Linked DNA regions of Mus musculus: region 1 is linked to region 2. Evidence: chromatin contacts called from public HiChIP or PLAC-seq data. All regions are on one chromosome and are shown on one strand. Each heading gives the region's core, a stretch centred on a gene start, on an enhancer-like site or on the middle of the called end of the contact. The rest is flanking DNA. Distances are from core to core; before and after follow the strand shown.

The links. HiChIP or PLAC-seq counts read pairs in DNA pulled down with a chosen protein or histone mark.
Region 1: a FOXA1 HiChIP or PLAC-seq map of pancreatic cancer cells shows a contact between it and region 2. The contact joins the enhancer-like site here to the promoter of Trmu in region 2. A contact is called at or near these places in 12 of 115 datasets of contacts at active chromatin or transcription factors (the 230-238 cell line, the SCID.adh cell line, bone marrow-derived dendritic cells and 9 more) and 3 of 9 other capture datasets (adipose tissue, liver and pancreatic islet).

Annotation. Positions count from the first base shown.
Region 1 is chr15:85,652,596-85,655,295 of GRCm38.p6, reverse strand. No RefSeq gene overlaps it. Among named protein-coding and RNA genes, the nearest start is that of D130051D11Rik, 19 kb to the right of the region's middle. Within about 2 kb of position 1,290, at least 330 of the 459 cell types and tissues checked have an H3K27ac peak or open chromatin away from gene starts, as enhancers often do. A contact at or near this core is called in the SCID.adh cell line, adipose tissue, bone marrow-derived dendritic cells and 9 more, where this site is marked.
Region 2 is chr15:85,878,050-85,880,749 of GRCm38.p6, reverse strand. Trmu (tRNA 5-methylaminomethyl-2-thiouridylate methyltransferase) reads right to left here and starts at 1,423. Exons shown (of 11, transcript NM_028063.2): 1 at 1,292-1,423. The coding sequence starts at 1,373.

The DNA of each region.
Region 1 (2,700 bases), core at 41-2,540, 230 kb after region 2:
CTACTGGATAGGGCTGGGCCAGGAGAGGGCCCCGGGATCCAGGAAGAAGACTTGACAACTGTTTTCTCTTAGGGAGACAGACTAGGACTCCCCCCCACCCCCCTGCCCAGAATGACTCCTCTCTTAGGATTCAGGGGAACCAGGCACTCATGGCCACACTGCCTCTTGCCTCAATGTGGCATTTTCCTGTATTGAGGATTGCAACTTATACCTTCAAATATTGGGGAACATGGGTGCACAGGAGCATGTACATATGCACACACACACACACAAACACACACACACACGGCCACCAGGCTCCTCTCCATGACCTGTCCTGCCAACCACCGGAGAAGCCAGATTCATAGAGGCTCCAGATGGTCCCCCAAAGTACCCCCTAGAACTAGACATCAGACCATCAGACCCAGGAAAGACAAGACTTGCTCTCTTATCCAATCTCTGTTGCCCTCCTGGGGCCCTTCCTGCATAACTATTAAAAAATTTTTTTTCTGTTTTATGGACGCACCGGAGATGGACATAACACAGGCTGGCCTCAATATTACACGTTCATTATTTCATATCCATTTTTTTTCTTTTAATTTTAGAAGGAGTTGAAATGAAAAAAAAAAAAAAAAAACGAGGGACCCAAGCCACCCTGGGAGCTCCTGACACTTGCAGCTGTAATCCCTATAGCTTGCCAGTCAGGTATCACTTTCCTCTGACCACCGTTCCCTAGAACTTATTCCCTTTCTCCCTAGATAGACAATGGGGGAGGCCCCCACCAGCCACCAGCAAGCATTCCAGAGGATTTTTAATACACACAAATCAGCCAGGAGAAACACCCAGTATCCCAGCGAGGGCCCAAGTCAGTGGGAACTGAGACCTCCGACTTTCCATCCGATTTCCAAGAGGAGCTGGTCAACACCTTCAACCCCAAGAGCAAAGCCCAGGCCTGGTAATAACAGGGCCAATGACTGGCACCCTGCCACCACCCATGATGCACCAGGCCTGTGCAGGAACCAGACAGTATGCCCCCCAAATCCACACCCTCAGCGGGTGCTCCAGACCCTGGCTCTGGAAGGGATGCTGAAGAAGCCTTTGGCTTCCCAGTATCTCACAGAAAAGGCATGTGGGTTCCCCACAACCCCGTTCCCATAGTGCCTCTGCCTAGTTCCCAGCAAACTTTGCTTGGGGAAGGCCTGGTTGATGCAGGAGATGGTTAAAATTCTGCATCCGTTTGCATCCGCCTCTAGAGGAAGCACTGCTTTTTTTTTTTTCACCCCCAGCAGGAGAAGGGGGGGGGGAGCTGAGAGCAGCAATTTGCAGGCCTTGGGATGTTTTTCTCCTTGACAGCCCTGGGCCCCGCCTGCCTAGCTTGGCCTTCTTGGGCTGGGCTAAGGCGGCTGGCCCTGCAGCGGAGGCTCCACTCCGTGGCTGCTGCTCCTCAAGAGGCCCCATGCACACGCATTCACGCTCCCCCCACACACACAGGCTGCAACCTCCGGCTTGGGGAGGGCAAGACACGCTGCATGCTGACGGCCTGGTACTGCCATGGTTCTTCCGCCAGCCAGCGTCTCCCATGAGGCCTGTTCCCAACCAGGTTGCACTGCCTGCCCACCCCCATGGCTCACCCTACTCCCATCCGGAGTGCCCTCACCTTCTGGGCCCCTGGCCCCTGGCCTCGGGTCCTGCTCGTGCCCGGGGCGCCCAGCCACGTCCTCCGTGCCTCTGCCGCTTGCCCCACCCTGCTGCCCGCGCTCTGAGGCGAGCCTGGCACTGTGCCAGGCTGCCTGGGAGCCCAGCCCGGGCAGGGCGAACTTTCCAGCGGAGTGTGTGTAGGGGGATGCTGGAGTGAAGCTGGTGCCAAGGGAGGGAGCGAGCCCCAGGTGCCCGGCGGCCAACCCCCCTCCAGCCCTCGCCACCCCCCACCCCCACCCCCAACATCCCACTCCCTGTCTCCTGAGTCCCATAAAGGCGCAGACAACACGAGTGATTTAGTCAAAACAGTCATGTGCAGGAGCCCGCAAACAAACAAAAGCCCTTATTTATTTATTTAGTTCACACACCCAGATAAGGAGCTGCCTTTGTGCACATAATTTCACAGAAAGAAGGCGAAGCCATGATGCTCCCCGCAGCCCAAGAGCCTGGACAGCAGGCCTGGCTTCATGAATAATTGCAGAGCCTCAGCCTGGGTATTTCCATATTTAAATTGGGCAGCAGCGTATGATTAATTAAGAAGGAAAAAGGCAAAAAGGAAGAAAAGCTGTGGGGGTGGGGAGCCGGACATTCTGGTCAGAGCTACGGTGCCAAGGTGCCCACGGCGGCTTAACTCCTCCCATGCCAGGCCCAGAGGGGGCACTGCTGCAGATGGTTTAAAGGGACCCTGCTGGTGCCCACACTGGCCACCTTCCTGTGTCCAGGGCCACCTGACTCCAGATGCTGCCCAGGAAGTTTCTCTGATATTCCAATATAGCTCACACACACACACACACACACACACACAAAATCTGCTATGTCCAAGATACCCAGTGGGACACTTCAGGCTGAGACAGCCTTCTCCGTGCACATCGCTGCAATGGGGCTCCGTTCACCGACCCCCAAAACACACACAGGTCCCTTCCAAACCCAGAAGCTGCTCCAGAGTCTGGCCGTGAGAGCAGGCAGCCTGGTTGCCAATGAGACAGGAGGCCTGTGGCCCTTCTGGATGGAGTCTAGGGCTGT
Region 2 (2,700 bases), core at 174-2,673:
AAAAGTTAGATGTAGCAGCCTGAGGGGAGAGAGCCTTTGTTTTGGCTAGGTTCCCACTGTTATGATAAACACCACGATCAACAGCATCTTGGAGAGGAAAGGATTTATTTGGCCCTAAAGGTCACAGTCTACCATCAGGGGAAGCTGGGGCAGGAACTCAGGTCAGGAACCTGAAGGCAGAATTGAATCATAGGTTATAAAAGAATACTGCTTATGGGCTTGTTTCTTTGGCCTGCTCAGCCTGTTTTCTTATAAAACCTAGGACCACCTGCCCAGAGATAGCATTACTCCTAATGGAACGAGGCTTCCTACACCAATTATTAAGAGAAGGCCCCACTGACTAGCCTACAGGCCAGGGTGATGACAGTTTCTCAGCTGAGGTTCCCTCCTACCAGAGGACCCTAACATGTCACATAGTTTTAATGTGACATAAAAACTAGGCAGCAGTTGATCTCCCTTTAGTAGTAAAAGATAAATCTGTAAGAATGATGCCAACCTTTGCCACTTCCCAAAGCATCTAGTTACACAGTTCTCATTGGAAACCTTCAAAGACTCACACTGCCTACTCAACATTACCCCAAATTCCTTAATACCGTCAGCTTCACTAACCCCACTATATCCTATTCTGGCCGGCACTCTCTCCTCTGCCTCCTGCCTGTGTTACTGCAGCCAGTTCTTTGTAGAGAAATGCTTCCCTCTTCCTTTCTCACCATAGTACACACCTGTATCCTGTGGCTCTTTTACTCTGTCATAACAGCTGTGATTATAAAAGAATCGCTCCTGCTTTCCGATATATCTCACATTGTATAGCTAACCCTTTCAATACATACTGTGCCATTTAATCATTCCAGTCATCCCATATTACGGGTCATCCCATTTTTACTGGGGGGTGCTTAGTTAACTTGCCCAAGCCCAGGCTCCTGGCCCCGCGCCTCTGCACCCCGCGTGCCCCGGGGAAGATGATCCACGGCTGAGGGGGACTCCATTAAAAGCCGCCAAGGTGAATGCGGAGAGGTTGACACAAGGTGGGGCCACACAGCAGGAGGAATGTACACCGGTCGTTGGAATCAGATCCGAACCCTAAGGACCCATGAGGCTACATCTACAAGTCAGGAAGAACTGGTAGCTGTTCGGAGTGAAGTTTGTCATCCAACGAAGGAGAACACTGGAGTGATTTTGTCATTAGAGTTGGCGGTGTCCTCGCCTGGAGGCCCGCGGAGTCTGCAAAAGGCCAGGCCTCAGACCTGGAGGAGCCCAAGCTCCTGTCCCCAGTGAGGAACCCTGGCCTCACCTCTCCGCCGCAACAGCAGCGCCGCCACCGCGCTGTCCACACCGCCAGACAGGGCGCACACGACGTGCCGCAGCGCCGACATCAGGCTACACCGCGAGCTTTCTGGCTGCGTCCAAGCTACGCCGGAAGTCCCAGCCTCCGGGGGACGGGGGGGACGGGGGGGGGGGGCGTCCTCACTCTTCACCCGGCGGGAAACGTGCTCCGCTCACCCAGTGTTCTGCAGGCTTTTGGGTTCCGCGCGGCGGATCGGCCGAGGAGCACTAGGTGGCAGCATGTCCCAGATAGGCCAGCGATGAGTTGGTCGGGTCCGGCTTCTTAGCCACCACTCGCTGCCCTTGCGACGTTTTCTTCTGTGCTCAGCTGGCGCTCCTGGGTCAGCTGCACCAGGAACAGCCTCCGCTCGGGCTTGAGGTCTCAAAGGCGTTCCTGGGCACACACAAGGTCGAGATGCTGTGTCGGCCGCTGGCTCCTCCTGTTTACCCGCTGGAGGGACAGGGCTGTCAACACGTTCTCATTGGATTCTAGATGCTTGCGGGCCTGGCGGGTGCAGAGCCAGTGGAGGACAAAGCATAGTGGACCGTTGCTCAGTAAGGCTTTGCTAGCAGCTCAGTCAACGGGTTGGAGTAGGGGATGGGAGCGTAGTTAACCAGACCCAGACAGTAGCTGGGAAGGATGGGCCACGGAAGACTGGGAGAGTTTGGAGTCGCACCTGTTCATCCTGGTGCCTGTGATTTAAGAGTGTTTGTTTCGTGGGCCATTCTTGGAGGACGAACGAGCACTCTGCGGGGATCAGCTCTAACGAGTGGATGCTTTGGGGACCTCAGGCTGGAGCTGTGGCTCTTCCTGAATTGATTGTGGGGGGCCTCGCACATGACAGATGTTGAGTGGCTGCTGGAAGAAAATAGATACGAGTCCTGGGACAGAAAGAGAGAGAGAGAGAGAGAGAGAAGAGAGAGAGAGAGAGAGAGAGAGAGAGAGAGAGAGAGAGAGAGAGAGAGAGACAAAAGGGCAGGGGGTCATGTCTGTGGAGTGTTCTAGCCTTGAGGACCAGGACCTCCCTTCTTGGGTATGGGCATTTAGTATAGCAAATCTCACTTTTCCTACCAGAACCTATGATAGGGCCAACCACAAAGTAGCAGAAACCAGACAAACCTATGTTAGAATTTTTGTCTACTTGACACAAGCTAGGGGTGGGGGGACATCAATTGAGAAAATGCTTCCATTAGATTGGCCCTTAGACAAGTCTGTGAGATTTGTTGATTGATGTGAGAGCCACACCAGTGCAGGTGATCTTGGGTTGTAAAAGAAGGCAAACTAATCAAGCCATGCGGAGCAAGCCAGTAAGCAGTGTTCCTCCATGGCCTCTGCTTCAGTTCCTGTCAAAATTCCGTCTCTAACTTTCCTTCAGG